Linked DNA regions of Callithrix jacchus: region 1 is linked to region 2. A link is a contact called in public Hi-C data. All regions are on one chromosome and are shown on one strand. The core of a region is the stretch at or near the end of the contact, and the rest is flanking DNA. Distances in the headings are between cores, read along the strand shown.

Evidence for each region. Hi-C and Micro-C count contacts between places; a contact is called where the count stands out from the background.
Region 1: a contact with region 2 is called in a Hi-C map of skeletal muscle, with 4 times the contacts expected there. The contact joins the promoter of KLHL30 here to the promoter of RAMP1 in region 2. A contact is called at or near these places in 2 of 3 Hi-C or Micro-C datasets (induced pluripotent stem cells and skeletal muscle).

The regions. Positions count from the first base shown.
Region 1 is chr6:159,467,088-159,471,951 of calJac240_pri, forward strand. KLHL30 (kelch like family member 30) reads left to right here and starts at 1,346. Exons shown (of 8, transcript XM_035306206.3): 1 at 1,346-1,453.
Region 2 is chr6:159,154,279-159,159,393 of calJac240_pri, forward strand. RAMP1 (receptor activity modifying protein 1) reads left to right here and starts at 1,967. Exons shown (of 3, transcript XM_002749964.6): 1 at 1,967-2,066. The coding sequence starts at 2,015.

The DNA.
Region 1 (4,864 bases), core at 96-2,595, 310 kb after region 2:
GCTCCTGAGGAGACGCTGAGACGAGGACGCACGCACGCGCTCCTGAGGAGATGCTGAGACGAGGACACACGCACGCGCTCCCAACGAGACGCTGAGACGAGGTCGCAAGCACGTGCTCCGGAGGAGACACTGAGACGACACTTGTGCACGGTTCTAGGACCTTGGGTTTCAGGGCGGTTCCTTACGCGGTGCGAGATCGCTAATGCAGCAGACAAAAACATGTAACTAGCAGAGAACGAGGGTTTTCCATCTCAGATCCGAAGATGTCATCATTACAGAGCCAGATGCCTTCAAACAAGGTGGTTTGGACCCAAGAAAAAGGAAATGTGAACAGTGAATAGAGCGGCACCGCAGCAGGTTCGCAGGGAAGGAGGCGCCGTCCGACGCGCTGAGAGCGCTGGTGAAAGGGAACAAGGACGGCCTGGTGGAAGCCAGGCCCCACATCGCCCCGATGGAGTGGGAGGGGCTGTGCAGGGCTGTAACACCCCGAGGGCTGGGCAGACTGGCTGCGGACTGGGCCATCCGCACAGCCGGAACGTTCGGGCCCAGCAGAGGGGCACTCACACATTTTTTCCTTTTTCTGTTTGGAGATGGAGTCTCGCTCTGTCACCCAGGCTGGAGTGCAGTGACGTGATCTCAGCTCACCGCAACCTCCCCCTCCTGGGTTCAAGCGATTGTCCTGCCTCAGCCTCCCGAGTAGCTGGGAATACAGGGATTCACGGACAGCTAATTTTTGTATTTTTAGTAAAGACAGGGGTTCACCATGTTGGCCAGGCTGGTCTCTAACTCCTGACCTCCAGTGATCCACCCCCACCCTTGGCCTCCCGAAGTGCTGGGATTACAGGCGTGAGCCACTGCACCCGGCCTCACACATTTTCACGATTTCACGCTCAGAATCTATTCCGAAGGAATAATCACACAGGTGATGCCACCTTCATTATAACAGGCCCAAGTGGAAAACAGCTTGAACGTCCACGAACAGGTGGAGTGACCAGTTATCACTCCCAACTTCACAAAGTGTCATGTTATCCTATTGATTTGAAAATCGCTTTTTTTTTTTTTTCCTTCTTTGAGTCGGAGTCTTGCTCTATCCCCCAGGCTGGAGTGCGGTGGTGCGATCTTGGCTCACTACAACCTCTGGCTCCTGGGTTCAAGCGATTTTCCTGTCTCAGCCTCCTGAGTAGCTGAGACTATAGGCGTGTACCTGGCTAATTTTTGTATTTGTCATAGAGACGGGGGTTTCACTACATTGGCCAGGCTGGTCTTGAACTCCTGACCTCAGGCGATCCATGTGCCTCAGCCTCCCAAAGTGCTGGGATTACAGGCTTGAGCCACTGTGCCCAGCCGAGGTTGAAAATCTTATCTTCAAGTGCTGATCACATCAGAAATACAATATAACCACATGTGAGGAAAGGGCACTGACCGCACGCAGGCATGCTCATTTTGACAACAGGTAAGAGTTGGGAGCATGTTAATGGCAAATGGTCTTTTACTGGTGATTTCTGCTTTTTATTTTTCTGTTTTCCAAAAGGAATTATGTTATGTCTATCCTCATAAAGAAACTAGCAGTGTATTTTTAAAAAGCTGCACCACTCAGCAGTAATCTGTCGATGAGGATTCGTTTTGCGCCCCTGGTGTCAAGTTTCCCAAACTGACCTGTCATCTGAGGTGCTGGGGCTCTGGGCCCCACGGCGGCGGCTGTGAGGACTCCACACTTGGCAAGCAGTGCTGTTCCCCGAGCAGAGCCAGCTCCCCGTGACAGGAGCCTGTCATCAGAACCCCTGTCCTCATTTCCTCCAGCCCCAGCTGGGACTGCATTAACCCTGCATGTTCTGTCTGCATACAGCGGGGACAGTGGGGAAACCCGACACTCCAGCGCCTGTCCCATGGTGGTCCTGGACACAGCGAGAGTTGGGGTCTTCCCGCCCCCCCAACGTGAGGCTGACACCCAAGGCTGGGGAAAAGTCCCGGGTCAGTATGTGACAGGAGCAGGGGAAAGAGCAGGAGCGGGGGCCACGCTGGGCTGTAGAGGAGGCATGGACTCAGGGAACTTCTCTGGAAGGTAACACTGGGAGCACCTGGCAGACCTGGCAGTAATTTGTGTGGTGACCTTCTGCTCCATAGGCTGCATGCATCTCAGGAGCAGGGACTATGGCTTCCAAGCCACAACCAAGTCCTCAGCGGGTAGCAAGCCCAGCTGCTACGCTCACAGAACACATGCCCTGTGTCCAGGACCCCGGAGGTCAGGGCAGGCACCTCAACGTCCTTGAGAAATTCCCTAACTCTCCCAAGAGTGCGGTTCTGTCTCCCTGGGGGCCGCCTGGGTCTCTCTGGTGTGTAAGAGCGTTAGGACAATTCCTAGCAGCATCAAGAGGGCACAGCCTCAGCTCCTCTAGGTTGCAGCACAGCTGGAAATGGTCATACTGGTCAGGCCACGTGGCCAATGGGTAGAGGGCTGAGGGCTTCTCTCCTGTGCACCTGAAGCCCCTCAACCACGAAGCTCTGCTCTGACCACTGTGTCCCGTGGCCCCTCATTCCCCAACTCAACCCACCTGACCTTGTTCAGGGCCTGCGGTTCTGAGCCAGGTCCCCCAGGTGTGAGGCACTCCCCCTGCGACCTCCACGAACCAAGTGCTGGACGGGAGGCTGGGAGCCTGCTGATGTAGTGGTAGATGACCCTGTTGCTTAGGTGTCCTGGGCAGCCCCAAGGCCAAGGCCATGGGGTAGCAGGGGGAAGGAGCCCCAGGATCTCCCCGAATCTGAGGGTGCCTCCTCCCCTCTCTGGGCAAAGTGTCTGCATCACCACCATGGACCCCAAGCTTGGAAAGCCTCTGCGGGCCAAAGTGCCCTTATTCAGGATAATCGAATTTTCCCTTGTGGCAAAAGAGCAAGAGGACACATAGGTGCCGTCAGCATCAACAGTGAAGGCAGCACCTGTCGGTGTCGTGGCCCTGGGCTGAGGCTCTCTGGGACCCCGGTCCCCCACCATGGGCTCCACTGTTCCCACCTTGCAGATGAGGAAACAGGTGGGGAAGCTGCACCCTGCCCCCACTAGTCAGCCCAGCGGCCACAGCTTCCACCCGTCCTTGCCCTGGAGCCCTTCCTGAAGTCTCTCCGAGGCCATGTTCCCTCGAAGGCCTCAGTGGGCTTTCTGAGCTGACAGTCACTGAGGAGCCGGCGTCTCGCTCCTTCCCCCACCCGCCCAGCCCTCACTGCCTGACCCTCCCCCCGCCCTGCAAACAGAGGCTAAAAATACCCTCCTGTCCCAGCGTGGCCACCAGCCCAGCCCTGCCCCGCCCTGTAGGCCTCTGTGTTCCCTGGCTGCCGGCTGGGCAGTCCTGCTCTCAGGTCTGTGTTCTCAGCTTCGAGGTCCAGGCTGAGAGGTAGGATCCAGGGATCTGTGGAACAGGGGACAGCAGAGAGGGTGGGGGGCGGGGGGGGCTACTCAGCAGGGAGCAGTAGGGAGGGTGGGTTAGGCCCAGGAGGCCAGGATCACAGCGGGGTGCTTTGGAGACACCCCCTAGCCCTGCCAGTGGCCAAGCCAGGCTCCTCAGTGTGGGGGCTCAGGAGACAGGTTTCCCTCTGTCTCAGCTGGAGCAATGGGAGGGAGGCCGGGCCACCCCTCAATGGCAGCCAGGACCACTTGGCCACAGTCGCCAGCTTGGCTGGGCTAAGGCCGTTTGCTGTCCTGCCCACTTGGCTTCCTCACTCCGGGGATGGGCAGGAACCAGGGTGAGGCACTGAGACCCTCAGGAAGCCCCGGGTCCAGGAAGGAACTCAGGGGTGTCAGCAGGCTCCTGTGAGCCCCCAGGGAAAGTGGGGGCACTCACACATGCCGGCCTTGGCCAGGGCAGCAGCTGGCCCAAGACAGCACAACAATGACAGGAATGTGAGGCCTGCAGGCGGTGGCCCAGGGACAGCCAGTCGCCTACTCAGGCCCCAGCTCATCTCCCTGAGGCCCAGGGAGGGCAGAGCCGCCTTCTCCAGCTCCAGCACTCCCTTGGTGGGGACCAGGCAGGGCCCCATGCATGCAGTGTTGGGTGGGTAAGTTGTGTACTGGCCGGGCTGCTGGGGTGTGGGGCCTCCAGCCGCCTGAGCCGCCCTGTGTGCAAGAGCTGGGGCTGGTCAGCGAAGCCCAGCGCACTCCCAGGGGCTTCCCCGCTCTGGGGTCGAGACGTAGCACTGGGGTCAGGAGGCCGGGTCGTTCAGCTCCCACTACCTGCACCTGCACCGTGGCCGCCCCGGCCAGGCTCTTGGCCTCCTAGTTCTCCAGCTGAGCTTTGTCATTTCCATGCCACTGGCATTCCCAAGCATTTTGTCCCCGTGGACGCGCGGCCGCCAATCCTGCCAGTACAGCTCTGCAAGGCGCCCCCTAGCGGGCGAACAGCCTCTCCGCTGTGCAGACTTTCACCCTGGGGTGACTGAGATGAAGGCTTGTGCGTAGACGTGATCTCTCCTAGGGATGGTTGCCTTAGGGTGCAATACCAGAAGGACACAAGCCACATGCACACAGTGACATGGGCCTGGACGCAGCCTTGCTGACTTCAGCCGTGTAAGCGTGGTGTTGTGAAACCCTCCAGAACACTGCCTGCCTTTGGCCATTTCTGTTGAGCAGCCTCCACCAGGCCATGTGGACTGCAGGGATGAGCCTGGGCCCCCAAGCGGAGCTCTGAGTTCCAACTCCAGCTCCACCACTTCCTAGCTGTGTGATCTCGGGCAAGTGACTCAAACCTTCTGTGCCTCCGTCTCCCCAGCTGTAAAAGGGGCAATGATTACATCCACCCTCCAGGACTGCTGTGGGGCTGAGTGGTGAATGCACAGGTGATTTTGCCGAGAGCTTCTTTGCATGCTTGGCACGTGGCCT
Region 2 (5,115 bases), core at 717-3,216:
GAGAAACAGGCTTTGTCTTAGGAACATGTGTGCTTTAGGGGCTGTTGAGAAAACAGCAGTGGCAGGGCTTCTGGCCTTGCCTCCTTACAGTCAAGCTTCAAAGAAAAAATGTTGGGAAGAAAGACTCCTGCTGAGCCTGATGAAAGAGGAGTCCAGTTGCCAACCAAAAGAACACGTAGCCAAAGTCCACAGGCTACAAGTGGAAAGGGTGGCTCAAGCCAGAGGCCCTGGGTGTGGAAGGTGAGTGATGGCTGTAGAGATTCAGGTTCCTCTCCCCACTGTGACTGGCCACCACTTAGTGCAGGATGCACAGCTGACCTGTCCCAGGGCAGTGCTGGCACCCACCTTCCCCACCAGCTGTGCTGCTCTTACCTGGCATGGCCTCTGGCTGCCAGGCCCGAGCTCGGCCTGCGCTTCCCTTGTGTGTTCTCTCCACCCAGCCCTCAGGACTGCCTGGGCTGCGTTGTGTCCAAAGTCCTTTGCCTTCTTACTTGCACGGCAGCTTACGCAAGTGTCCCTTGTTCCCTATGGCTCCCGCATTGTGGCACTTATGCTATTGAGAGTTTTAGAGGTTACCCCCTAGATTCACCAACTGAAGGGCAGGGCTTGTTGATGTAACACTGTCTTGCATGTAGGGACACAAATGTCTGTTAAATGAAGAAAGTAGGGAGACCGGGCCACCTAATGGGGTATATCTCCTAGGGTTCAAGAGGGGCTAATCAAGAGAGAGTGTGCCCTCCCCCACCATCTCACCCAGACCCCTCACTCTCAGAACTCTTGGGGCCCCGCGCAGTGGGGGAGAAGGCATGCTGGCCCCGAGGGCCCTCCTAGCCTGTGTTAGAAGAGCTGGTGGATGGCCTCCCTGTCAGCTGTCTCCCCTTCTCTGAGCTTACAGCAGATGGCAGCAGCCGCTCAGCCACTGACTGCTGAGGAACTGTTGGTCACTCAGCAGTGCCGTGTGACTGCAACTTCCACAAGAGAGACAGCTGTGGCCACAACGCTAGGGTGGTGATCCGTCCCCCTCCAGAGGCGGTGCATTCTTTAGCATGAGTATAAATTTACTATTGCTAAGAGTTCTCAGAACAGGTTATTGCAAGAAGGAACCCACTGCAAGGTGAAATCCAGCCACTAGTAATGCCCTTAGAGCCCAGGTCAGGCCTGTGCCTTCCAGAACTTACCCCTCCCCAGGCTTTCCCAGACCATCTCCAGAGCGCCCTCCTCTCACCGCTTTAGATAAAGGAATGCACCCAAGATCCCCCATCAGTTCTCCATGCAGCTGCCAGAGTGACGGTCCCCAAAGCAAACCTCGTCTCTAAGGACTCTCTGCCCAGACCCTCACAAACCTCCTGCCAGGCGCTCGCTACCCATCAACAGCGAGACCCCCAGGCCATCTCAATCTCCCCAAAGAGCCCCGTTCCCTCCAGCCCCCGGCCTCTTCCCACCCACTCATCCTGCAGATCTGGAGCAGCATTCCAGGGCCTGGGAGTGTGCGCCATCTTGGGTTATTAGGGGTCTTCCCCAGGCGCCTGGCGGGGAAGCGGGGGGGAGGTGACGCCAACGCTCCCCAGCGCCTGCACCTGGGAGGAGAGGTAAACGCGGTGGGGAGATCTCAGCCTGTTTGCAAAGCAAACCCCAGGCAGGAGAACCTCGGAGGAGGAGGAGGGGAAGATGCCCAGGTGGAGACCAAGGTGCCGCTCCCTCGGAGTCGCCTAGGAGACCCTCCCTAGTTTAAAAAGTGAGAACATTTCAGAAGGCCTCACTCGAAGTCCAAGTGTGCCGTCCCCCCCGGAGACGCCCGCGCGACTCCCCTGCAAAGTTTTCCCGGCCTCGCGCGCCCCCGGCCCTGGCACCCACCTGGGGAGCCACAGTGGGCCGGGCCACGCGGCCGCCGCCTCCCACCCCTCCCGCGCCCGCGCCCGCCCCCGCCCCCGGCACGTCTCCTCCGGGCGGGCGCCGCGGCGGGCTCAGTCCTCGGCGGGGCGCGTGGTGGGTGGACTGGGCTCCGCTGTGCACCATGGCCCGGGCCCTGTGCCGCCTCCCGCGGCGCTGCCTCTGGCTGCTCCTGGGTGAGTAGGGTCGGGGATCCGGGTCGAACTCTCTTCCCCCGGCCCGCCGGCGTCCTCTAGGGGAGGGGAGGAGAGGGAGGGCGCAGCGGTCCGCTGCCGTTGAACCTGGGCAGCCCGGGTTCCAGGCGGGAGGCCCCAGGGCACCGGGAATCAGAGGGTGCGGACCGGAGTTGCGCCTCTTGCCGCGGAAGGGACGGCTTTGGGGAAGTCGGAGAGCCGGCGTTCTGAAAGGCGTGGGGCGTCAGCTGCGCGCACCGGAGAACTTGTTTCCGGGAGAGAAACAGGACGCGGGGTTCCCCAGCCCCGCACCTCGGTTTCCCAGGCTGTGCGCCGCGGTGACCGCCAGCGCAGGCTCCCCTCCCTAGGCAGTCCCGCGTGGCAAAACCTGCAGGCAGGCGCCTCGCAGAGGACTCGGTGTGCGGGAGTCGGAGCCACTGACCGTTCGTCTGGAGATGAGTCAACACTGATCTCTCGCAGACAGAGCAGTCGCTTGTTTGCTAATGATGCCTTTTGCAGAAATAAGGCCCTCCCTTCTCGAGGCATTTCCATCGCTTTTTTTTTTTTCTTTTTTCTTTTGGTTTGCTTGTTAACTTGGCACTTCCGGCTAATAGAAATTTAGAGGACGGGACCCTTGGTGAAGTGGTGGAACGCGCTCGGCTTTCCACCTGCGGGAAGAGTGGAGATTATCAACTACCCGGTGGCCACAGGAACTGGCCACACACTCAGCAAGGCACGGCCCCGCTCACTGCCCCCATCTGCAGTGCGCTCCCAACATGCTGACTCAAGCCCCTTCTACACTGGTTGTTGCGTTCCGTGTATTTAGCTACCTTTCAACGGAAACCGAATAATAGATTACTGGCGTGGGAGAAAACCCAGTGCCCCTGGGAAGGCCAGAGCAGTTGTTTCTAGTATATGTGGCCTTTTCCCAGAAACAGTGATGTTGGTCAGAGGCACCTGCCGCACAAGTCCCCTTGGCCTGTCACTGGCACTGGGCAAGCAGTGACCGCCAGCGCTGTTTCTGTAGCTGGGGGAGCAGTTCGTGGCCCGGCGAGGAGAGGGGCCCGAGCTTCTTGGGAGCCATGGATTTCTGGTCCCTGTTTGTAAACCTCTCCAAGGAGTGGCAGATCGGCATGGAATCCTCCGAGGCCAACATAATATTATCTGAAAGCGAATCTTGCCACTCGAGTGTTTTGGCTGAAGTTAAGTGGAAAGCCACATCTCAGCGGAATCTTCCCTCCTCTTGTGTTCGGATCCATTTGGCTTGACGTGACCTTCACTGTTTTCGTTTCCTAAGAGACAAACATTTCTTTGTTAGCAAGGCAGAGAGCTGGGCTGTGGAATATTTTTCACATAAATAACCAAATAAATAAATGTTCTTTACTAGTGTCCAGAGACTGCACCCTCTAAGGCTTGTGTAAATAAAACGCTATGTCACGATCACATATACAGACCTTCCTTGTTTACCAAGAAAACTATTCATGTTCTGCTGGAAGTCCAAAGTCCTGTAATTTTAACATCATTTTGAGTGGCCTGGCTAATGTTATATCTTGGAAGGTTATGAGGTTATCGGTAAATTAATGTCATTTGGAGACCAGCTGTAATTCGTGGAATTACTGAGCACAGGCTGTTTCCTTCACAGGCTCTAGCACTAGCCAGATCTCCTTGGTGATGAAGATTCTGCTACCCAGAATGGCAACGTGGAATTTTTTTTTTTTTAAGAACGCTAGTGTGCAGGTTTAAGAACTTATCTGTGACAATTTTACAATCAAGCTATTTGTCTTAGGTAGTTATTGAGATTCTCCCAGCCATGGGAGAATCTCAGTTCACAGTTCACCCAGCCATGATGGCTCACACCTGTAATCCCAGCACTTCGTGAGGCTGAGGTGGGTGGATCACCTGAGGTCAGGAGTTCAAGACCAGCCTGGCCTACATGGCAAAACCTGACTCTACTAAAAATACAAAAAAATTAGCCAGGCATGGGGTGGTGGGCACCTGTAATACCAACTACTCAAGAGGCTGAGGCAGAATTGCTTGAACTTGGGAGGGCAGAGGTGGCAGTGAGCTGAGGTCATGCCGCTGCACTGCAGCCTGGGTGAGAAGAGTGAAAACTCCGTCTCAAAAAAACAAAAAAACAAACCTTAGGATCCATATGTAGTTCTTTTCCCTCCGAGCATCCTATGCACTGTTCTGTTTGCTGGAGACTAACGTAACCACATGCATTTTGAAAGGTTTGTGTAGAGACACCAAAAAGCTGTTTGCTAATCAGGAAGGAAGAATGCATGGCAGCCCTGGTTTCGAGTCCAGCTGCACTCAGGGAGTGCCGGCTGGTGCTGTCACACAGGAACTCAGTCATCTGTCCTGGGAAACGCTTGCCTGCCTTGGCTGTCATGTGGAAGGTGCGTTTTTGTTTTTTTTTTTAATGGCTGCGACATTAATTGAAATATATGACTCTATAAATAGAAGTAGAATTGGAAATGACGGGACACCGTAGGAAGTGCTGTGTGACTGCTTCAGATCGCCACGTGGTTTTAAATCCGGACGCAGTTCTCATGCCGGAGTCCAAATCTGAAGCATTCTCATTTGCTAATCAGTGTGTTTGTTTACCCTCTCTGTGTGTTCAGCTGCAGGAAGAAATGTCTGGATTTGTGTCTTCCTTTCACAGACGCCTTGCCAGTCCGAGGCCAGGGCTATTGAGAAATGTTTATATCCACAGTGGAAATGGTCGATTCAGCTCCGGGAAATGTAGGTGGAATCTTAAGGCTAGTTAGAAACGTCTGTCCTGACTTTTTCCCCAGAATGTACCCATTTCATAGCTTTTCATCAATTAAAACTGGCATCTGGCTGAGTGTGTGATGCGGGTGCCATGTGTAGAGTAAATTCCTGTGGAGATGCTGAGCCCAGAGAGTGAAGCCCTTTGGGCTTGCCTGCCAGTGCCCCACCCCCAACTGAGGCCTAGAACCCCTCGTTCCTGATGGTCCTTGTGGTGTGGTGGGCTGGCCCCTCAGTGGGCCCTGAGCCAGGCCTGGCCATCCAGATGGTGCCAAGGAGG